Linked DNA regions of Mus musculus: region 2 is linked to region 1. Evidence: chromatin contacts called from public promoter capture Hi-C data. All regions are on one chromosome and are shown on one strand. The core of a region is the stretch at or near the end of the contact, and the rest is flanking DNA. Distances in the headings are between cores, read along the strand shown.

Evidence for each region. Promoter capture Hi-C pulls out the DNA fragments that hold promoters and counts their contacts.
Region 2: a contact with region 1 is called in a promoter capture Hi-C map of hippocampal neurons, with 4 times the contacts expected there. The contact joins two enhancer-like sites. A contact is called at or near these places in 2 of 39 promoter capture datasets (hippocampal neurons and stem cell-derived epiblast-like cells), 1 of 15 datasets of contacts at CTCF or cohesin (the NIH/3T3 cell line), 5 of 484 Hi-C or Micro-C datasets (differentiating spermatogonia, embryonic stem cells and nephron progenitors) and 3 of 115 datasets of contacts at active chromatin or transcription factors (embryonic stem cells and forebrain).

The regions. Positions count from the first base shown.
Region 1 is chr12:105,859,347-105,866,262 of GRCm38.p6, forward strand. No RefSeq gene overlaps it. Among named protein-coding and RNA genes, the nearest start is that of Gm19554, 37 kb to the right of the region's middle. Within about 2 kb of position 2,930, at least 24 of the 459 cell types and tissues checked have an H3K27ac peak or open chromatin away from gene starts, as enhancers often do. A contact at or near this core is called in hippocampal neurons, where this site is marked.
Region 2 is chr12:105,931,545-105,938,460 of GRCm38.p6, forward strand. No RefSeq gene overlaps it. Among named protein-coding and RNA genes, the nearest start is that of Gm32370, 28 kb to the left of the region's middle. Within about 2 kb of position 4,032, at least 21 of the 459 cell types and tissues checked have an H3K27ac peak or open chromatin away from gene starts, as enhancers often do. A contact at or near this core is called in hippocampal neurons, where this site is marked.

The DNA.
Region 1 (6,916 bases), core at 1,680-4,179:
TTACTGTGCGTAGCTCTGGAGCCCGCCCGGAAGCCGGGTGGCTTGTGGCTTCTGAACAACCCCATTTCCAGGGGCTGCTTGAGAATCATAGGCCTAGGGACTGGAGACCCCCTCCCTATGTCTCTTCTTCAAGAATGGTTTGTTTTAATTTTAATTTTTATTTGTGTGTATATGTCTGTGTACGTATGCCACATATATGGGGGTGCCTGTGGAGGCCAGAGGAGGGCACGACTTCTGGAGTCCGAGTTATAAAAAGTTGTGAGCAACTTGATGTGGGTGCTGGGAACTACTGAGCCATCTCTCCAGTTTCTCAGGAGTCAGTCTTTGCTGATGAAGGTCAAAGCCAGGAGGGTGAGGCGCCGGTTATAAGCATTAGTGAGAAGAGTTAGTCTGACTCAATGAGAGGACTTGGAGGTGTCCTCTACACTCTGGACTCTGCCCATCTCTAAGGAGGAAGAGAGAAGGGACAGGGAGCAGGGGCTGCAGGGCACCAGCCGGCCATGTCCAGCTAACTGGACCACAGTTACACTGGAGTTCATGGCCAGGTAGGAAAACCCAGGCCATGCTGTTTCAGGAGCTGCACCTCTGCCTTTCTTCTTCTTCCTTAAACAACTTTTATGTTTTATTTACTTTGCGAGCGTGTGCAGGCATGCGGACCAGACTAGGGTACGTGTGGTCATTCACGGGGATGCCAGAGGACCGCTCATGTCAGCTCTGTCCTTCCAGCACGCGGGTGGGGTGGCAACTACCTGCACCCTGCAGCCCACCTCAGCTCTTTTGGAAGAGTGACATCTGACCCCTCCTCCTCCACAGCCACAGGTTGGAGGTGGGCCCTTCTACTTGCCTCCCCACCCCAACCCCCTGCTGCTGGGGTCTCATTCCCTACATTCCCCAGAAAGCCATTTCTTCTGATTGCATTTTCCCAGGTGCAGCAGTGGGACATCCTAAGGACACATGATATGTGACTGTTGTCGTGTGACTGTTGTCCTGTGACTGTTATCGTGGAAAGTTTACTGAAAGGAGACATACACTCTGGTAGAGAACCTGAGTTCAAGTTCCCAGCACCCATATTGGACTTCTCCCAACTGCCTGTACCTCCAATTCCAGGGGCTCTGGTGGCCTCTTCTGACCTCTGCACACACATGGGCACACTCCAACACACGCACACATACACACACACAAACACACACACACACACATGATAAATCTCTTTTTTAAAAAAAAATGATGGTTAAAGAAAGTGCAAGATGAAGGTGTCCTAGTTTCTTTCCCTGCTTCTGCGATAAAGAATCCAACAAAAAACGACCTGAGGGAGGAGGGGTTTATCCTGGCTCACAGTTCAAGGATGCCGTCCGTCTGTCACAGCCAGGAAGTCAAAGGAGCAGGAACTTGAAAGAGCCACAGCCAGGAACAGGGAAGGATGAATGCCTGCTGGTATTGTGCTCCCCTTTCCCCACACAGCCCAGGGAATGGCACCGCCCACAGTGGTCAGCCTCATCCTCAATACCCCCAAGGTAATTACCCCCAGGTTTGCCTAGAGGCCTGTCTGCCAGGTGATCCTAAATTCTGTCAAGTTGACAAATTAATACTAACTATAACAGAAAGCCCACGAGGTTACACACGCAGATGGTTTGTTGGTATCAATACACTTCTATGAAACCACCCCAACAGCTAAAAATGAACTAAAGGGACATCTGTAAACACTTCACATGTTGCAAGCAAGCAGTGAGCAGCGTGTTCATACCCACACTTGGGAATGTCCAACACAGTTCAGCCAGACCCTTGGACAGCTGCTGCGCCACATACCCTGGGGTGGTGTCCCCACAGTAAGCATCCTGGAGATACGTGGACCACAGCCAGCCAAGGATACTGAAGACAGGACAGGAAGAGTGTGGGTCACTCTTCCTGTGGATCGTGGGGCTGGGGGTGAGTGGTCTTGGGGTCAGAGCATCAGGCAATATCCAAACTCAAAGCTACAAGCAAGCTTTCTTTCTCCTGCAGGGGCCAGAATCATTTTGCACCAGGACAGAGTAGAAAAGGTTGCAAACTGGTCCGTGGTGGTGGGTGCCTGTACTGGCCCATAGTGGAGGGTACTTGTATGGTCAGTTCCAGGTTCCACCTCCTGGACCCATTGGTGTCTATCCTGAGCAGGCTGATTGCCTAAGAAGCCCGTGGCCCAGAGTGTGAATTGCACATACTTCACTTGTGGACTGGAACCTTCTCTGTCTCTGTCTCGCTGTGGATTGAGACTGCTTTCCCATTGTGTGAACAGTATAAACGGTAGCAATAAAAATGGTCTTCCCGCCTTCCCATTTACAGCCCTCTCTTTGTGGGCCCTCCATCCCCAACACGGTCCCTTTTTGACTGGAACATGTCGTCTTGAATCTCACTATGGCAAGGCTCCTCCTAGTCGCAACCGATCCATCTCGAGCTTCAATGCCGATGAATAGGACGGGGGAATGTGGATCCTTGGAGCACAGACAACCTGGAGCATCGTCTTACAAAACTATCATCAGCCAGTCCTGCTTTGGGCCTCTCAAGAGGCCCTGGCTTCGAGGTGGGGAGCCTGGGAGGTGCCAGCTTCCTGCAGGACTTCATTGATCTGCGGGTTAGGTGGTCACCTGCCAACTCTGGGCCCAGGCAGGGTCTTTGTGTTTGTGCCCCTTCTGAAGCCCTCTCCGAGAACACAGATCCAGGAAGGTCGGAGGGTAGAGGAAGGGTTCCAGAAACACAGCGCCTGTGCCCAGGCCCTTGCAAATTCAAGTCCATCTCCTAGAAGCTCTCTATGTGGCCTCTGCTGTGGGACTCAGAGGCTGCCTGGTCATTTGCTCCAGGCTGTGGTCTGCCAGGTCCAAGTGCGTATGCCCAGCTCCTGGTGAGGCCAGCTCCCAGGCTGCTTCAACCTCTGAGTGCCAACTGTCCGCCCCCACAGTCTTCCCTTCTGTCTTCCCCCTAGTTCCTCCCCCTCTCTCCTCCCACTGCATGTCTCCTGCCCTCCTTTCTACCGAGGACTCTTCTTTCTCCTCCATCCTTCCCCCTTTTTCTCTTAGCCTTCCCCAGGGTAACTGGGCTTTGAATGCTTCTTCTTCTGAAGGTATTTCTTAGCGACCGTCCACTCCCAGGCTAACAAAGACCCCCTCATGCTCACTCAGCCCATCTGCCAGAATCACATAGCACCCCCTCCGCCCAGCACCCCCACCCCGACCTAAACAGAACCCCCTCCAAAACTTGTGAAGGGCCCCCATGCTCACACAGGCCCGCTGAGACATTCTGGTGCTGAGGAGCCATCCAGTCGCCTGGAAAGGGCTGACAGCAGACACAGCCCTGGTCGGCAGAGCAGGTCCCCGGCCAGCTGGTGCGGATGGGCCCGCGCCAGGCCATTATTGCCTGGTGCAGAGGTCGAGAGCCGCAGAGCGGCCGAGGCGCTAATGAAACACAAATGGGACATCTGTGTTCCGGAGTTTAGCAAACCACGGAAAGCCAACTTTGCCAAGAGTTTATGTACTGTCGCGCGCAGAACACACCTCCAGCCGGGCTTCAGAGAGCACCAGAGACCAGTCTCCGTTCCCCGCTCCCGCCCTCTCCGCACTGTTTAGGGTCAGCTTCCCTTATGAATCGAGGTGTAGACATGGGGTCTACATGAGCTCCCCAGACTGGGTACATCAAGAGAAGACGTGTGTGTGTGTGTGTGTGTGTGTGTGTGTGTGTGTGTGTGTGTGTGCGTGCATGTGTGTGCGTGCATGTGCAAGTGCCCAGAGGCCTCCATCTCTCCCCACATTTGTCCTAGTTACCTAAGGACCTTGATGTCCTTTCCCATCCCCAGCCGGAGCATAGGGCTGTGGAAGGTGGAGTCCCCTCATTGGTGGGCTTGTCAGAGATGATAGGCAGTGAATCCAGGAAGTCTGGGTTTTCTTGGGCTGCTGATCTTGGTTGGGACACACTTAGCAGCCATATCACCTCCTGGACTGACTTAGCAGGCATGTCACACAAGTGTGACACAGGTACACACACACAGGGTGGATCCCCTCCCTGGGGCATCCTCTGACATCCTCAGATCCATCTTCATCCAGCTACCAGGGCTCCTGGAGGGTTGCGGTTGCAACACGGATAAAGACAGAAGCAGGTTGGTGACTGGGCTGCCGCTCACCATCATGCCCTCAGGTTCCCATGGGCCCGAATAGGGGTCCTTGGCCTCTTCTGCCCCAGAGCCTGGTTCTGAGGAAGAGGGTCCTAGCTTCATACAGCCAGGCCGGAACTCTGCTCAAAAGTGCCCGGTCGGCAGAATGCCGGCGGGGAAAAGGCTTTCCTGAGCTATTTCAGGCCTACTGGCCTGAGCATGGAGTGCTCGCTGAAGCAGAGAGCTGTCTGATGACTCAGTTTTATGTATTTTAGTTTCCAAACAAAAACAGTTTCTGCATATTTCCTGCAGATGGGGGTTATATTTAATAATCTCTGTGTAAGAAGGTTGGACGCATAGGATTGGAAGTATGAGGGGAGCAGAGAATACAGGCAGCAGGGGCCCAGAGGCTTCAGGGCTTGGCCTGTGCTTAGAATGCAGGTAGGCGCAGGCTCTAGCCTGAGAACTATGGGAAGAGGCGCACAGCGGCACAGGGTGTGAGCGACTTGAGAGGTGGCTGAACGCAGTTGGTGCAGCACCGGTTTCCCAAGGTAAATAATAGAGGGAGAGGGCAGGACCCTTGGATAAAGTGATCCTCCTTCCTCTGCCTTCCTTCTGTCCTTTACACGCCAGCACCAGTCACAAGTAGGCCAGGTCAAGAATAGTGCTGTGTTTCCACTATGATTCCCAATATGATGGTTTGTATATGTTTGGCCCAGGGAGTGGCACTATTAGAGGGTGTGGCTTTGTTAGAGTAGGTGTGGCCTTGGAGACACTCATCCTAGTTGCCTGGAAGCCAGTCTTCTGCTAGCAGCCTTCAGGTGAAGATGGCGAACTCTCAGCTCCTGCTGCACCATGCCTGCCTGGATGCTGCCATGTTCCCGCCTTAATGATAATGGACTGAACCTCTGAACCTGTAAGTCAGCCCCAACTAAATGTTGTCCTTGTAAGAGTTGCCTTGGGCTGGGTATGGTGGGGCACGCCTTTAATCCCAGCACTCTGGAGGCAGAGGCAGGCGGTTTTCTGAGTTTGAGGCCAGCCTGGTCTACAAAGTGAGTTCCAGGACAGCCAGGGCTATACAGAGAAACCCTGTCTCAGAGAAAAAAAAAAAAAAAAAGAGTTGCCTTGGTCATGGTGTCTGCTCACAGCAGTAAACCCTGACTAAGCCACCAAAGAAGACAATCAGAATTTGAGCTGACATAGTAGGATGTCAACAACACGGCAAGCACAGGCTCCGTCCGGTCCCAGCTGGTTCTGGTTCTGGCTGTGGACAGATCCACCTTTTGGAGTCTCACAGAGGTTTTCAAGGCTAGAATGATAAGTGTGTGAAATAGCAGGCACAATGTTCGCACAGTAGGTGCTTTGTGAATGCCTTCCCCTCAAGTGTGTTTGGTTTTCTAGGTGACTGTATGGGCTGGTGTTGTGTGTCAACTGTGACACAAGCTGGAGTTGTCACAGAAAGGAGCCTCCCTTGAGGAAATGCCTCCATGAGATCCAGCTGTAAGGCATTTACATTGTGGGTGGTGCCATCCCTGGGCTGGTAGTCTTGGATTCTATAAGAAAGCAAGCTGAGCAAGCCAGGGGAAGCAAGCCAGTAAGAAACATCCCTCCGCCGGGCGTGGTGGGGCACGCCTTTAATCCCAGTACTTGGGAGGCAGAGGCAGGCGGATTTCTGAGTTTGAGGCCAGCCTGGTCTACAGAGTGAGTTCCAGGACAGTCAGGGCTACACAGGGAAACCCTGTCTTGAAAAATCAAAAAAAAAAAAAAAAGTCATTGTGTGGGAATCATTTGTTACACACCACCAGTACAAACTGACTGATACAAAGACAGACCAGATCTGAGCAGGGAGAAGCAGCTTCTATGCCCCAGACAGGCAGATGAAGGGTGGATTTCCAAAGCTCTGTGAATCCCAAGAAGGACCCTGGCCTGGTGCTTGAACAGAGTGGGTGGCCCAAGGGTTGGGGATGGAGTCACTGGACCAGAGAAAGCAGCACAGCTGCCCAGGCCTTGACCACCCAGGTCAGGTTTAGGATCTTGTCCTAGATTTAGTGTCTTTTTAACTTAACTAATTACTTAACTAATTAATAATTAACATCCCTGCACAGTTTCCCCTTCCTTCTCTGCTCCCATACTCCTCCAACCTCCCCCCACATCCACTCCTCCTCCCTTTTGCTTCAGAACTGGGGAGGCCTCCCATGGGTATCAACCATCCTTGGTGCATCCTTTCCTATTGAGGCCAGACAAGGCAGCAGCCCAGTTAGGGGAAAGGGTCCCAGAGGGAGGCAACAGAGTCAGAGACATCTCCTACTCCTGCTGTTAGGAGTCCCACATGAAGACCAAGCTACACAACTGTTACATATGCGCAGAAGGCTTAGGTCCGTCCCATGCATACTCTCTGGTTTGTGGTTCAGTCTCTGTGAACCCCTATGGGCCCAGGTTAGTTGATTCTGTGGGTTTTCTTGTGGTGTCCTTGACCCCTCATGCTCCTACAATCCTTTTTTCCCCCTCTTCTGCAGGACCCCCCCAAGCTTCACCTAATGCTTGGCTGTGGTTTCCTGTTTTCATTCATTGCTGGGTGAAGCCTCTCTGATGATGATGTGCTAGACTCTTGTCTGGGGTCCCTGGTGCAGGCATGGCCTCCAGGAAAGCAGGTGAAGTCATGGGGTTCACTGCCATTTGAGAGTTTCCTACAGCAGCAGCAGCAGCAGCAGCAACAACAACAACAACAACGTCCTCAACCTGTGACTTTCTTGCTTAGAAGCTCTGTTAGTCTCCATGGCCCCAAGATGAGATCCAAGA
Region 2 (6,916 bases), core at 2,782-5,281, 73 kb after region 1:
GGATCTCTGAGTTCAAGGCCAGGCTTGTCTATAGGGTAAGTTCCAGGACAGCCAGGACTACACAGAAAAACCTTGTCTCAAAAAGCCTAATAATAATGATGATGATGATGATGATGATGATGATGATAATAATAATAATAATAATAATAATGTTATATGTATAACTAAATAAGGTTTTTTTCCCTTGTAAAGGACAACCTAAAACAGAAAAAAACTAGTTATACAATTATACCAGCATTCACCACACTTCTTCACGTCCTACGTGTGTAGTTTTCTGGCCTCTGTGCATTCTAAGTAAACTAACTAAGTAGGACATGTTCACTTTTTAGAAGACTCAGCCCTATGTTTGGGGGGGAGGCGGGATGCATAGACTTGCTGATATAGACAGGATGGCCTTAAATCTGGGATCCTCCTGCCTCAGCATCCTGGAGATGCTGCTGGGATTACAAGTGCATTCACCTGGCTTGGCCCCAGTTTTGAATAAGATGTGTTACCCCAGGAGTGATGGCAAGGTAACCCTGCCTGTCACTAACCGGTCAAGATGGTCTTGAGAACACCATAGCCTCTTGCTGGGCCTCAGTTTCCCCAGGCATGTGGCTGAATGATAACCTGGAGATTCGACCCACCACACAGGAATCGGTGCAGTTGCTGGCGTTGATTGGCTACGCAAACATCCACTGGGAAGTCTCTGGGTCAGCTTTGATGTTTACCTGCCCCACAGAGCCGGCATCTGCCTGCTGGGGAGAAGCCTTTGTGTGCAGATTCTTGGAGGATAATAAGTCCTTTTCTTACCCAGCGGCACATTAGGGTAAGATGACTATAATTTCTTGTCTGCAAGGACAGGCGGCTTCAAAAGCAAAATCCCTCCTCGCAGGGGCATAGGAGGGACGACGACAACGACAACAACAACAAAAAACTCGCTCGAAATTAGAGGGAAGAAAGGACGGCTTGGGCAGAGCTATTTTGGATATTTTCTGTGATCCGGATTGTTTAGGAAATAGGAAATGTGCATTGTCTGCTTCAAAAACCCATCAGGAAATTATGAAAACCCTGAATTCCTGTATAATCAATCATCTAAAATGTACAAATTACACACGCCGTGAATGGGAATAAACCTATTACAAGGGGCTCATTCGAAATGAACTAAAAGTTTAGACCCTCTTTGTTGGGGCGCTAAGTAGGGCTTTGAAAGCGAAATCCCTTAAATAGACACTGCTATATTATCGTAGGGGGAGGAAACTGTCAACAGACGGTTGGGTGTTTGCTTTTCATTTGTATTGATTAAGCAATGCGGCACTCGCGTTAGAAATCCCTTAGTCTGACTCTCCAGATCGTCCGACAATTATTACCGCTTTTGTGTGCTTTGTTCTAGCACGCGCCCGTGACCACACATCCTACAGTGCTCTAAGCGCAACATAAATGCTATCTGTGTCATGCCTTGCTTTTTTTCCCAGTCACTCATCATAAATTCTTCCCAGCGGCGAGGCTCTTTATTATTGTAATTGTTCAAAGCTGCGTAATATTCCCATCGGCAGAAAGATGACAGCCCAGGTAGCCATTCCACTAGAAGCAGACATCTGACTTTCTCTCCTGGGTTTATATCTGTGCTCACCAAGCTTTGGAGATTTGTTGTCTTCTCGCTGCCACTGTTTTTATTGTAATCCATGCTAACCTCAAACTCACAACCCTCCTGCCTCGGCCTCCAGAGTACTGGAGGGACAGTGCACACCAGCACACTCAGCTGACATGTCCTTGGCTCCTGATTTAGTTCCAGGAGTTGGGCTTACTGAGTCAAAGGCTGTGTGTGTGTGTATGTGTGTCTGTGTATCTGTGTGTGTGTGCATGTATGTGTGTCTATGTGTGTGTGTGTATGTATGTATGTGTATGTAGGGGGTGTTTATCTATGCATATTTTGTTGTTGTTGTTGTTTGTTTTTAGAGACAGTGTTTCTTTGTAGCCCTGGCTGTCCTGGAGCTCACTCTGTAGACCAGGATAGCTTTGAACTCAGAGATCCTCCTGCTTCTGCCTCCAGAGTGCTGGGACTGAAGGCAGGCACCACCATGCCCGACACTGGGCCCTCACTAACCCTGGAGCATGCTTTCCCAGCTAGGCTGGCTGGACGGTGTCAGGATGAGCCTGTCTCCACCCTCAGTGCTGGATTTACTGGTGTGTGTTGCCAGTCCCTGCTTTGTCCACGGTCTCTGGGGACCTGAGCTTGGGTGGCCATATTTATGTGGTGAGAATATCATGGACAGAGCCACTTCCCTAGCCCTCAAGGCCTTCTATGAAGGCTGTGCCTTTTGCCATTGGGGAATAGACATTAAGAAGGCTTGGGTTTTCTGCACCAGCATCAAATAGGACTATTAAAATATTTTCCTATAATTCACTAGAGTAGCAGGTGTCTCACCTGTGTTGCACAACGAGGGGCTTGGCCACCTGTGTCTACTTTGTTGGGTGGGATTTTTACACACTCTTCCTCTAAGCTGTCTTTCATTCACCACTGGGTGCCCCCCTTTTGTGCTGGCCAGGGAAGGAGCTAGAACCTAGTGGGTCTGCCCACTCCCAAGCATCCTGCCTCCTGGCCACTCACAAATGAGAGAGAAGTTCCCCAGGGGAAGGCCGCTGTGCCCTCGGAGCCTGTCTGCCCTAAAGGCCTCTAGAGCCTCCTAGAGCCTCTGAGCTGGTTTTCTGGGGGGATTCCAGGCCCTGAATTGAGTTCCCCACAGCCCTACGGGTTGGTCCCCTGAGCACTGTGGGTGGAGGAGGGGAGAGAGGGCCAGAGCAGAACAGGGGCGGGTCTGTCTGTGTTCAGGCTGGCCATGGTTGCTGACTTTAACTAACCAAGCCTTTGTCCCTTGTTTGGGATGCATCTCCCTCGAAAGTGAGCACCCAGATCTGTGTGCCTGCACCCTGGGTCTCCACAAACACCTAACACAACCACACAGTCTCCCGAAGCAACTTGGCCCATGATCCTTGGTACTGGCTGCTGTTGTGTGTCAACTTGACACACGCTGGAGTTATCACAGAGAAAGGAGCCTCCCTTGAGGAAATGCCTCTATGAGATCCAGCTATAAGGCATTTTCTCAATTAGTGATCAAGGGTGAGAAGGGCCATTGTGGGTGGTGTCATCCCTGGGCTGGTAGTCCTGGGTTCTATAAGAAAGCAAGCTGAGCAAGCCAGGGGAAGCAAGCCAGTAAGAAACATCCCTCTATGGCCTCTGCATCAGCTCCTGCCTCCAAGTTCCTGCCCTATGTGAGTTTCTGCCCTGACTTCCTTTGGTGAGGAACAGCAATGTGGAAGTGTAAGCTGAATAAACCCTTTCCTCCCCAACTTGCTTCTTGGTCATGATGTTTGTGCAGGAATAGAAACCCTAACTAAGACAACCTTCCTGCTCCAAACCCCTCCCAGCCTCTCTTGTTCTTCCCTTGGCTCCTATGAGAACCCCTGAGCCCATGTCACCCATGATCTGCTGGAGGTGACAGAATATTTGGGTCAAATCCCAGCCCCAACATTCACTGACAGGTGCCTGGTGGTCCCTCTTGCCATACCCCTTTCCCTCACCTCTGTGGAGGAAAGGAAAATGGCTGCTTTGGTTGAAAGAGAGCACAGTAGGTCAGATGTCAGCTCCATACAGGTTGTCACTCCCTATCTGTCCCTTCTTACAACTGGGACTACCTAGTGGAGAAAGTGGACCACATCATCACAACATCAGCCACAGCCCGATGAGCAATTGGGGACCCTGGAGAACAACCCGGGCGAAGATGGAAATCCCTGTTCAGATGCCAAGAGAGGAGACAGAGAGAGAGAGCCCTTTGCATTTTAGAGAAGACTAGAAGAGAAGCCACCTCCCTTCAGCCAAGAGGAAAACCAACCCAGCGCCTCTCAGTTTACCCGAAACCTTTCCCTATTTTCAGTTTCGATTGGATGTGTCAGAAGCTGACATTTTTGCAAGCACCGAGAACCCGGCGTCACTTTGAAAACTTGCAAGTGGAGAGGCATCACGAGGTAGCCAAGACTCGCTCTGCGCGCAGATGGCCATGATTAGGTGCCAGTTCGCCAGTTCGCAGAGAAGCTTGGAATCTGCAGAGGCGGAGGGCAGCTGGCTGCGAGGCTGCAGGCAGTCGTGGGGGGGGGGGGGGGGGGGGATGAACTGTACGGCGGGAGGACACGCCCCCCGGCCCAGGCCACACCCCTCGGGGGCGCAGGTGACTGGCCACGGAAGAGAAGCAACCTGAGCCTGGGAAGCATCTCATCTGTCCTTGGCTCCTGAAGGGGCTGTGGTTTTGTGTGGTCCCAGCCCGTTCTTGCCAACCGCCTAGCTGTGTATCTAGGACAAGCATCACATCTCTGGTCCGTTTTCTCATTGGGAGACAAAGAAAGAAGTATGGGCCCAAGGAAGCAAGAACCCTACCTCTTAGGGTTTCTCCGTGGAGCAAGGTGATCTTATCGGAAGAAGCCCTTAAAAAGACAAAGAGTTGTTCCTGAATTCCCTGCATTCCGTGGTGCAGAAGCACCCGGAGAGAACAAGGACTTGTCCCAATTGACGACAGAACAGAGTAAACCTCTGTTCAACTATCCTGGGGGTGAACTCATCTGAGACCTGGAGCTCAAAGATCAGCACAGACCAGCTCCTTAAATACGGGTGGGGGCTGGGACCCGACATGGCCAGGCTCAGAGAGAAGAAGGTATGATTCCATGTGGCCTAAACAGAGCGGGTGTCAGGGCAGAAGGTATGCTCAGTCTAAATGGGCTTATAGCAGGAGGCGGGAGAGGACCCCAGACTGGAAAGGGGTGGCAGGAGACCCTTCAACACTGAGAGAATGTGAGGGCAGATAGTACTGTTGGTCTGCGATGCTGTGTATCTCCTGCTGGGATACAGGTGTCTTTCTGTTTGCAACCGGGAGGCCTGAGTGTAGAGGGGTGTGCTATTCCTATGTAGGTTTTTCTAAGGCAACCTGACCCCTGAAGGGGGCCTACCTCTCCTCAGATGTGAAATAATGAAAGACTCAGTCGCCCCTGCTACTCCCGATCTTGTGTCTTCAGGCAAGTCACCTGCCCTCTCTGTGCCTTCTGAGACAGTTACTTCACACTGCTGCTTCTTGTGTTGGGTGAACATCAGTGAAAGGGGAGGTGACACCCCAAGGGTGGCCCCTACAACAGAGGAAACACCTAGATCATTTTTATCTGATCTGAACTCCGTGATTACTCCTGCCCTCAATGAAAGCAAACATCACACTGAGCCTCGAGAAAAGAGGACTGTTGGCCAATCAGAAGTTCAGGAGAAGCTCTGACTTTGTATAATGGCATGGAAAGACTCAAGGTGAGAATTGGGGTGGGGGTGGGGGGTTCAAAGAAGCATGGAGTTAGAGAGGCACCAACCAGCCCCTCACCGATAGCATTAATCAGTAACAGTCATGACCAGATGTGTCAGCGGTTGCTAGGGGTTGGACATCCAAGCGTTGCCACAGTGTGCGTCCTTCAAGGCTCACACACCCTTGAAGCCCCACTCGCTGATACTCAGTGCTAACTAGAGTAGGGTAGATCTTCCTAGATTTCTGAGTCTTCCTGGCCTCGGGAGCTTAGCAAATTGCACAGAGGAGACAAACTGAGGCAGAGCAAACAGAAGCCTGGCCCCATCGAACCAGATTGTCTTCCAAATGCAGAAATCCTTCCCCAGGCCCGACTTGGCCCGGATGTCTAGATTTGGGGAGAAGTAGATCTCATCTTGTCCTAATCCGAAGGAAACAGCTTTCACTTCCTCTCACAAGCACGGTTCCTCCTTGTGCACTGAACACACACATCCCTCCCGCTGGCCCTGTTCCCCAGCCTGGGCGCACGCTGCAGGCTGTTGGCACATGTGTTTAACTAAACGCCCATCCTCCAGATCCCTGCAGACCGAGCTAAGCCTTTGGCTGCAAATGGGGGCTTGTGAACCTTCACCTGTCCTCCTACACCCTTCCCACAGTTCCATTCGTGCATCTGCGGAAACTTGGACCGTTGGTTTTCCCCTGCCTCTCCCACAGAACTCTGTAAAAAGCCGCTGCTAGCCCGAGATGCCTCCTGTGTCAATGGCCTGTTGAGCTGTGTTTCTTTCTAGGTCAGGGTGATGATGGGATAGAGGCGTCTCATCTCTTCTGGACCAGGTTCTGCACCACACATTCTCATGTAGCTCTTTCCATTGTTTATAACGGTCCTAGGTTAAGTATTAATGGTCTCTCCCAGGCACCACAGACACACACAGGAGAGGGACAGTGGTCTGGAATGAAAAGTGAGCCCCACTGCCCCCCATCTCACAGCCTCTTTAAGACAGAGCTTGGATTTTTGTGACTTTCATTGTGGTCATCTTCTAGCAGGCTCCACAAAGGCTCCAGTATGGCTTCCTGGCAGATGTTTGTTGACTGACTTACTGAATGAAAGAATGAATGAATGAATGAATGAATGAACGAACGAACGAATGAACGAACGAACAGAAGATTGAATGAGCAAGCATCCATTTTCCAAGAGTGCTGTGGCGAGGGAGCGGTCTGGAATAGTTTCAATGTCTTGCTTAGAAGTGTTGCCTTGATGGGAGGAGAGTCGCTGTGTACCGCAGACAGGGCTCACACCTCTGATGTGGTGGTGGCAACATTGTAGCTTGACCCTGCCAAATCACAAGCCAGGGACCACCTCTTGTTTCCCCTGACTATGCATGAATGGAGTGGCATCTGCTACATTAGACCCGTACCTCCCAGAGTCTATGCACCGAGGTGAAGGCTTGCACATGCCTTAACAAACATGCAGACACAATGAATGTCAGGCTTACACAGAGAGGAGGGCGGGAACACGCTTTGGATGATGGCTGAATTTGCAAACATGGCTGACTGAATCAGCATGCCATCATCTGGCACGGGTTGTCCATGATTTCTCTGGCTTCTCC